Regions from separate parts of the Mus musculus genome. Here region 1 is linked to region 2. A link is a contact called in public Hi-C data. All regions are on one chromosome and are shown on one strand. The core of a region is the stretch at or near the end of the contact, and the rest is flanking DNA. Distances in the headings are between cores, read along the strand shown.

Region 1 (4,495 bases), core at 304-2,803, 730 kb before region 2:
CTCCGCAGGCATCTTCCAGCATCAAGGGAGCACAGCTCAGAATGAGGGACTAGGGGTGATGCACAGGTTTCTATCCTCAGCTGATACTGTCCAGGGATCACATGGTACCCCAGCAACAGAGAGCAGATTCAGACAACAGGCAAACACTGAGTAACCTGTGTCTTTAAGGGCTTCCATAGTCACTGTTTTACTTAATGGTCAAAATAGGGAACACTGGGGATGTAGGCAAAGTCCAAAGTCTTGCTTATTATGTATGAAGTCCTGGGCTCCAACCAAAGACCCACATAAACTGGACATAGTAGAGTATCCCTGTAATCCCAAGTACTGGGGAGGCAGGGGCTGAAGGATCAAGGGTTCAAGGTCTTTCTTTAAGACCAACCTGGTCTAAGTGAGACCCTCAGAGTAGGAAAGAAGCCTTCCCAAGGTCACACTGTTAGCATGCGGTTAAACTCAAGTTCATATTTAGGGCAACCAACTGCTAACCTAGCCTTACTTGTTGATTCAGAGTGGGTAAATGTTGTCCAGGACTACAGGAGCTGATAGATGCCGACAACAGGGAATTGTATTTCCAAGGAAGTGGGATTTGGGTGGGTCAGGAGTATATTCAAACTCAGATGGAAAGAGCAGGCCAAGAGCAAGAGAGTCACAGGTCAGGGCATGAAGAAAGAGAAAACAAAACCAGTCTCTGTATTGGCCTGCACTGGACTCCATGTGATTCCAGAATCTAGCCCTACCCCCAAGAGGCTTTACTGTTAGGGACAGACATAAGAGGACTGCCAGTCAGAGCAATATGGACCTGCTCTAGTTGCTGGTCCTTATAAAGCCACAGACTGGGACGTGTGTGCTTAGCAACAGACTTCACTGGGCTGCAAGTTTGCTAGTTCTGACACGCTGAAGACAGTCAGATATGCCCATACACAAGCCCAGACAGCACCGTTCCTGAACTCTGGGCTGCCCTCAAAGCCTTGGAACCCAGCAGTCAGCAGCCAGCAGCGAGTGGGCGTGTGCCCTTATCTACCATTTCCAGTGAAATGATAATAGAGCGGTCTGTCCATCATCTTCTGCTATAGGCACTGTCTGGCATGTGGTGACAAAGAAGATCCCCCTATCAGCACAAACTGCTGAGAGAATTCTCGAGAAGCCTGTAACAGCCATGGTGATTGCAATGAATTACCCTCCTAGAAATTGATCATTCGCTACTTTCTGTTACCATAATGCTGGCTTTGTACCTCCAAGGGTCTCAGTGTCTCTGCCCAACCTCTCCATGACATTTATTCATTTTATGCATCCTGGCTTCAGCTTGCCATCCTGCCTCAATTCCTGTACCAAAGACTCTGCAGTCTGAGCCACTAATTACTTCAGTGAGGTTTCCTCCCCAAACAGGAAGTCTCCCGCAGAATTGCTCTCTCAGGGCACTCTCTAACCGAACATCAGCCACCTCTCCAGGGGCCAGTCCCTGTGGCCAGCTGTAGGTGGGCAAACTGAGAGGGGAGGTGTCCCAGTTACCCACGCCCTAGAAGGGCCCGTGGCCGTCCCAATTCTGAAAAACCCCAGTCAGACTGCCGAAGGTGGAGACTTTAGTCAGAAGAGGCGACTTGCAGCGGGGTTGTCTGGGCATTCTAAAACTTCAGACCTCCCCTGAGGCCAGATGGCGCAGTCACCTGTTGCTGGTAAGTCTGTTGGGGCTCCAGGGCAGCTACCAGATTCACTTACTAGTACGCCATCCTCTGGTCCACTTGAGAGTGCTGTTCTTTGAAGGTCTGCAGATTTTACCAGAGCCCAGAGAGAGCAGTGTTTCCCTGAGAGTTGCACAGCCTCAGCCTGGCAGCAAGGAGCACAGTAGAATAAGATCTTGTCAAAATAAAGCAGGAGATTGATTGTCTGCTGTGTGTATTTCAGGGCCACCTTCTCAGGGAGGGCGTTCAGGCAGTAAACACAAGAGCCTCTTCAGAGTGCAGGGCTCTGGTTTGCACACACAGAGAAAGCAGCGGCTTCGTGGGTTTTAGTGTGTGTTGCTTTAAAAAAAAATTAATGTTCATGATGTATTTCTGAGGAATGTGGGCCCGTCGGGAATTATAAATTTTACACAGAACTGCCGGCTGCGAGTAATCGAACTGGATTTTTCTAGAAGGATTTGAAAAGCTAGATGTTTGTAAAAGCTCTATCAATTATTCATTTGCTTTTATTCTGCAAAGTGATGTGGAGAGAAAATGCTGTTTTCTAACAGATCAAACTTGTGTGCATGAGTGTGTGTGTCTGTGTGTGTGTATGTGTGAGTGTGTCTGTGTGTGTGTGTGTCTGTGTGTGTGAGAGTGTGTGTGTGTGAGTGTGTGTGTGTGTGTCTGTGAGTGTGTGTGTGTCTCTGTGTGTGTGTGTGAGTGTGTGTGTGAGTGTGTGTGTGTGTGAGTGTGTCTGTGGGTGTGTGTGTGAGAGAGAGTGAGTGTGTGTGTGTGTGTGTGTGTGTGTGTGTGTGTGTGTGTGAGTGAGTGTGTGTGGGGGGAGGCCTGGCTTATGTGCATGGACTTTGTTTCCTCTTCGGCAGGCACAAAACTGCCATCCTTTTAAAAAAAAATAATGATTTTTATGATGTCTAAATAACAATCCCAGGTAGTATTGCAAGAAACGTAACAGCAAAATGTTTGTAAGAGTCCATCTGATAGGGGAGATGCCCACAGAGAAAACAGAAGTGTGCCACTTAGGACATGTTTGATGTCATTAGCTTTTATTTTGTTTGGGGCAGAGCCTGCTGTAGCCCAAGCTGGTCTCAACCTCATCATGTAACTAAGGACAATTTGGAACTTCTCATTCTCCTGCCTCTACCGCCCAAATATGGAAATGACAAATACACACTACCACGATGTTTGTATGGTTCTAGGGATATAACTCAGGGCTTCCTGTATACTCCATAAGCTCTCTACCAATCAGCCTCCATCTCCAGATCTGCCACTACATTTTACATGCTAATTTCAGACTGGTAGCCTCTTTTCTCTCACCTCACCTTGGGAGGTAGACACGGGTTGGGCAAGGAAAGAGACTGTGGTCTCTGAGCCTAGGAAGGAACAAAGGCCTGGGTCTAAGTGAACGCCTACTTAAGACCCAGGATGGAGGACAGCCACACTCTAAAGGAACAGCAAGAAGAGGGACTGGGAAATTGTTCCCAACAGCTCAGAGAGAAGATAAAGGACACAGGAAGGAAACAGACTTAAATCTAGAACCTGGTGCTGGCCAGGTGACATCTGTAGCACCCACATACAGAGCCTCTGCCCTTGCCACCCAAGATGTCAGTTGGATGCTGAGACTAGATTAAGGCAGAGCCAGCTCTGGGACCGAGAGGTGCTCCCTTTGCCTGTCTGGGCCTTAGTTTATGATGCATAAAGTAGAAGCATCCTCTGTAGGTCATATCCCAACACACATCCAAAGTCATGTATTGCTGCACAGTGAGATCTGCCCTTGTCTTCTAATCTCTTCTCATTCGACCCTGAGGATTTGGGTTGTTCAGGGACCAGACACTTACAGAGAGACATGCTGGCTGCCTCCCTCAGTAGCCTTATGCCCCCAAGGAAACCTTGGATTACTACTTAGGGAAGTCATGTGTCAGAAAGAGGGAGAAGGCGTTGTCCCTGGGAATCTCTTCTTTTTGCACAGCAAGGGTGTAATTTTCATTCAGGCTGTGTGGGCAATCCCCTGTTTAATGATGGCTTGACACAGGATCTTTCAACTTTAGGGGAGGTACAACACCAACATTGTTCAGTGGAAACCGTTCTTCAAATTGTGAATTTGGATGTTTCCCAGGAATTTTAAACTCACAGCATCATCAATTTACAGTGGATTTGCTGGCTGCCACGCCACCATAAATCAAGGTCCATATAACGAGCAGGACTTGTGTGTGTGTCACTTGTGTGTCTGTATGTTCACACATGTGAACTCACATATAGACACGTTCATGTGAAGGCCAGAGGTCTTTCTCGATCACTCTCTGACATATATATTGAGGCAGAGACTGTCACTAGAAACAACTGCTCCCAAATTTTGCTAGTCTTACCCAGAGATCCTCTGTCTCAGTCTCTGGGATTACGGGCAGGCTACCACTCCTATCTGGCATGTATATGGGTGCTAGGGGTACTTTCATGGCATGCTCTTTACCCCTGATCCATCTTCCCAGCCCAGAACGATTTTATAGACATTATTATTCCCTCCACCAGCCTGAAGGTTGTAAGTTCATATCAGAGGATATTAGGTTTAATGTCGCCATAAACACGTGGGAAGGGCACTCTAAGGGAAGGTGCATGGCACTGTATACTTGGTCCATCCCTGTGACAGAGAGCCTAAGGGATCAGAGGACAAAAATGTCTATTTTTATCTTAAAGAGGAACTGGGAGCCTTCTCTTCTTCCTCCTTTTTTAAAGTGTATGCATATGTGTGTACTCATGTGTGTATGTGTGCTCACATGTATATACTGAGTCTGTGTATATGTATGTCTGTATGCTCCTAACGT
Region 2 (4,482 bases), core at 952-3,451:
AACTCTTGTTATCTACCACACCAAACCTTCATCCCAAGACTCGGACAGGATTCTGGGTCAGGGACATATTAGCATCTCATTCAGTCTTTAAGGATAGTTGTAATAAATACATATCTTCACACAGAAACTTAAAAAAAAATACTTTAACACAATACATTACTGCCAAGAACTACAATCAACACAGATAACACTGCTAAAACATTCATATAAATACTAATATATGCAGATTCACTCCATTAGAAAATTCATCTATTAGAATACTAGAGACCTGTGTCCGCAAAGCCCACAGAAAACAACTATTTGAACAGTAGGAGCACTAGAAACACCAACAATGAGGTTTAGGGAACAGTGGGAGGGGACAATTTGGTACATTTGCCATTTTGTCACAATGGGTGCAATCTAAAATACAATTTTAGACTAGCAGTGTATAAAAATACTTTTTAAACAATACTTTTGGTAGGCATAAGTAGCACTTTAAAACAAACAGCTATGTAGTTTTCAGGTCTTTTGAAGGCCTAGAAACAATTCGATTTACCACCTTTGGCTAGCTCACAAGATGTGGGCCTGGAAAGCAAGTTCTCTTGCACATTATGTACACATCCCACAGTCCTACAGTTTCCCCCTTCTGCCTACGGCACACAATGACCACTGCAAGAGACTTCTGTCTCAGTGTGGATGTAAAATGAGGGGGACCTGTTTCCAATTCCAGGACTGGATGAACACAAGAAAAAAGCAAAGTGGAATTCAAGGGTATATGGTTCTTATTTCACTGAAAGGCCCAGCCTGTGAGTTTAGTCTGGCATATCAATGTTTAACTTGGGAGGTGGAGGCACATATTTCCCAGGGCTCTGTGTTATAACTACCCGCGCCTTCTTTCCAAACATTGGAGCAATTTTCGGAGCTTCTGACACCGATGCGTCTTCAGCATCTTCACTGTCTTCGTGATGGAGATCGTAAGAGATATTTCCATATTCTCTTAAAAACGGAAAAACTTCTAGTAGAAACTGACAGAAATCCCTGCGAATCCCAAACCACCAATGATTGCCCCCTTTCCGCCTGAACGTTGTAGCCATCAAAGTCAGTAATGAGAGCCAAAGCGGGATGAAAATGGAAATGTAAGAGAACGTATTGTGGTCATCCAGTCTGTGAACTAGCAGGACCTCAAAAATGAGCAGGGGCACGACAATGGTGATCCAGCTGATGGCCATGGTCACATGTGTTCTTCGCTGCTCTGCAACCACATCCAGGGACCGCAGGAATAGGAGGGACCACACGATGTAATAGAGAACTACCAGGCAGAGGAATGACATGAGGATCCACAGGGGCACGAACACCACTAGCCACGGCCAGTGGATAATCCTGTCCAGCCTCAGGGCGATGAAGATGAACTGCAGGATGTTGACAGAGCACAGGATCTCCAGTTCCAAAGACCTGTCGTGTCGGAAGCCCCAGACACAGGCGGCCACGGACACAGGGGAAACGAAGAAGAGTGGCATGAAGACCAGCAGCCAAAAGTGGGTGCCCCTCTCCACCCTGTCGCAGACTAGTATCTCAAACATGAGTAGTAGCAGGTGGATGCCCACGGCGATAAGCATGGCTTTGAATTCCACGCAGGCTTCCCCCTCTGTACGGTAGCGTGGGTTGCGGGCCCACACGCCCGCACCCACCGAGGCGCCCACGATGACCAGGAGCTTCCACAGCCAGATGGGGGCGAAGACTGCCCAGTAGCTCCACTGGATGATGCCGTCCAGGCGCAGGGGCAGCAGCACGGAGAAGAGTAGCAAGCAGGCATAAATGAGGAACTTACTGGGGTTGAAGTCCTGGAACAGGCCCCTGGGGTTCATGGCGAAGGCTGTACTGCCTCTAGATGGGCATCCGCCCGCTGCGTGTTAGAGGCTCCAGACCGCAGCTCCGAGGGGCCGGAACACGTGCGAGCAGTCACGTGGCCCGGCCGGAAGCGAGCCGAGGGCACAGCGTGCGCTGGCCGCGAACGGTACGGTGCCTACGCCGGGGACACTGCCCCAACCCCGTAGCTCAGGCTTCAGTGGATGCTCACGCCGTCTGCCTTCATTTCGCAGCCACGAGGCCGACGCCGCGTTGCGTGCGGAGTCGGATGGGACCTGGCGCGCTGCGGACTCGGCGACCCGCAGACCCGCTGCCTGTGAGCTGGCCGAGACCTTCGGAGGACGCTTCCTGGAGGAGGCCGGAACATGGAGGAGGGAGTGAGCTCACATCCTCCCGGCAGGCTCGGGGGCGGGGCCCGGGACGGGGCGGGGTCGGAGAGCGGTGGGAGCAGAGCTGGGCGGAGGGCAGGGCGAGCCGGTCCCCGCAGGGGTTTGGGGTCTTTCCGAGTGGGGAGGGCAAGAGCAGCGCGTTGTCTGGCCCCGGAGCCTGGGGGTGCACGGGCAAAGGCGGGTGGCGGGCGAGCGAAGGGAGTCTGAGAGCGCGCCGGTAACTGTGACTGCCCAGCACGGATGGAAGGACGCGCGAGGAGCAGTGGCTTTGACCCTGGGTTCGGCGCGAAGGCCGGGGGGGGGGGGGGGTGCAGGCAGTCAACGGGTTAGGGCTCTGCCCAGGGCAAAACTCCACAGAGCCACTAGCGATTCTCAGGCTGCCCCTAAAAGGTGGTGCGGAGCGCCTAGGTGCTTACCAATACTCTTCTGCCCTTTGTCACCTGGTGGAGGGGTACCTGGGAGGGTGCCCCACCAGGCCAGAAACAGCTCCCTGAGGGAGCAAGTGAAGAAACTGGACCCAGAGAAGGCCTGGTTAGCGGCAGAATTAGGGCTTGGATTTAGGGCTCCCAACCTTGAGTCTCATTTTCATTTATCAGACACTGCATGAGTCTGATTCTTTTAGAACTATGTTAGGAAAAGGTGCAAGGGTCAAGAAATTTTGGTTGTACCCCAGACCCTGCCAGCCACCGGCTGAAAAGGGAAGCAAATCCATCCCAACCCACCCCCTCTCTGATAAGCTGCAATGGGTTTGTGGTTTAGATACTATTTTTTTCTGACCTGCTGGGCAGAACTAAAGGGTTCTTTCCTCCCTTCTCTGACCCTTGCTCAGCAGAGCCCTGGTTGCTAGTCCTTGCTTTTCAGCCCCGGGGCCTCGCCCTTCAGGTTCCCTGAAGTGGGATAAAAATGCATGAAAGTCTTAGGCCATTAGAGGAAAATGAGGGGGTGGAAATGGATGGCTGCCAATCTCTGCAGTTGGAGTATAGGGCTCCCAGGGGGAAGCAGAGAACCTTCACGGACGCTACTGCCTCTTCTTTCAGCCCTTCCAGAGAAAAGTGGGGACAGCTGCTAAGCCCCAGGCTTTCCTCATTCATGATGGGCACCAAGGAGTTGCATAAGGGTTGCTGGAGATTAGTGCCAGACGGCAGAGTGCCCCCCAAGCCCAGAAATTGCAACAGGTGAACCAGTGTCCAGGCCCTCTGTTTCTACAGAGCCGATTGGAGTGATGGCCCCTACTGGGCATCAGTTTAGTTTCTTGGCTTTTTTGGTGCTCCTACCGTTTAAAAAGAATGCTGCCGTAGAAAAGGGTCTTTGTGTGTGTGTGGTGTGCATGTGTTTGCACATTCAAGTGTGTGTGTGTGTGTGTGTGTGTGTGTGTGTGCAGATGCACATAGAGGCTTGAAATTCACATCAGGTGTCAACCAGTTTGCCCAGGGGATCTCTTCTCTGCTTCCGAAGGACTGGATTGTAGAGAGCTATCATGCCTGTCTAGCTTTGTATGGATTCTGTACCAAAGTTGAAGACCAAACTGCTCCTCAGACTGCGGGGCAGCTAGATAAGTACTTCATCCACTGAGCCGTTCTTCCCAGCACAGCTACCCTGAAGCTAGCATACAAACTGAATGTTAAAATAGCTCCTGTGCTGGAGTGTGTGGGGTGTAGCACCCCTGGCCACCAACATGGGCCTCCCTATTCTGAGGGTGCGTGGCTTTGGGAGACTGAGCCCAGAGAACAGGAAGTAGTGTATTGTAAAGTTTGGGGAGCCCCTGAGATGTGGCCTGACATAGTGTCCTCCTCTCACCACCCGTGTTGGGCAGCCTCAGTCTCAGCCCTCGGTCTAACCTGAGTTTCTCCTGAACTCACCTAGTCCCCTGCTGACCCCTTGTGTTGGGGGAGAGGATGTGTGTTTATAGGGGACAGAGAGTGTCAGGAGTCCTGATCTGCCAATCTTCACCTTAGTCCCTTGAAACAAAATCTCTCCTGGCCTGGACATAGGTTGGCCAACAAGCTCCAGCGTCCACGTCCCCCCACCCTGTCCTCCAGCACGGGACTTACCGGAAGCCGCTTCAGATGTGACTGCTTGGGATTTGCCCTCAGGTCCTCAAACTCCACTGGACAAATTCTTTCAGCATGGAGCCTTCTTCCCAACCCCCACTCCAGGTGACACCTGGCCACATTTCCAGCCTTTGGCTCAAGCCTGGATCTTTCCAAGGCCTCAGCCCTTGCTGAACGTGCTCTGAGCTAATACTGCA

The links. Hi-C and Micro-C count contacts between places; a contact is called where the count stands out from the background.
Region 1: a contact with region 2 is called in a Hi-C map of LSK cells, with 2.8 times the contacts expected there. The contact joins the promoter of Steap3 here to the promoter of Tmem185b in region 2. A contact is called at or near these places in 4 of 484 Hi-C or Micro-C datasets (the G1E-ER4 cell line, LSK cells and pre-pro-B cells) and 2 of 115 datasets of contacts at active chromatin or transcription factors (bone marrow-derived macrophages and pro-B cells).

What each region holds. Positions count from the first base shown.
Region 1 is chr1:120,255,936-120,260,430 of GRCm38.p6, reverse strand. It overlaps Steap3 (STEAP family member 3), which reads left to right and starts at 1,553. Exons shown (of 5, transcript NM_001379355.1): 1 at 1,553-1,670. The coding sequence starts at 1,649.
Region 2 is chr1:119,523,873-119,528,354 of GRCm38.p6, reverse strand. Tmem185b (transmembrane protein 185B) reads right to left here and starts at 2,201. Exons shown (of 1, transcript NM_146103.2): 1 at 1-2,201. The coding sequence starts at 1,844. The coding sequence ends at 792.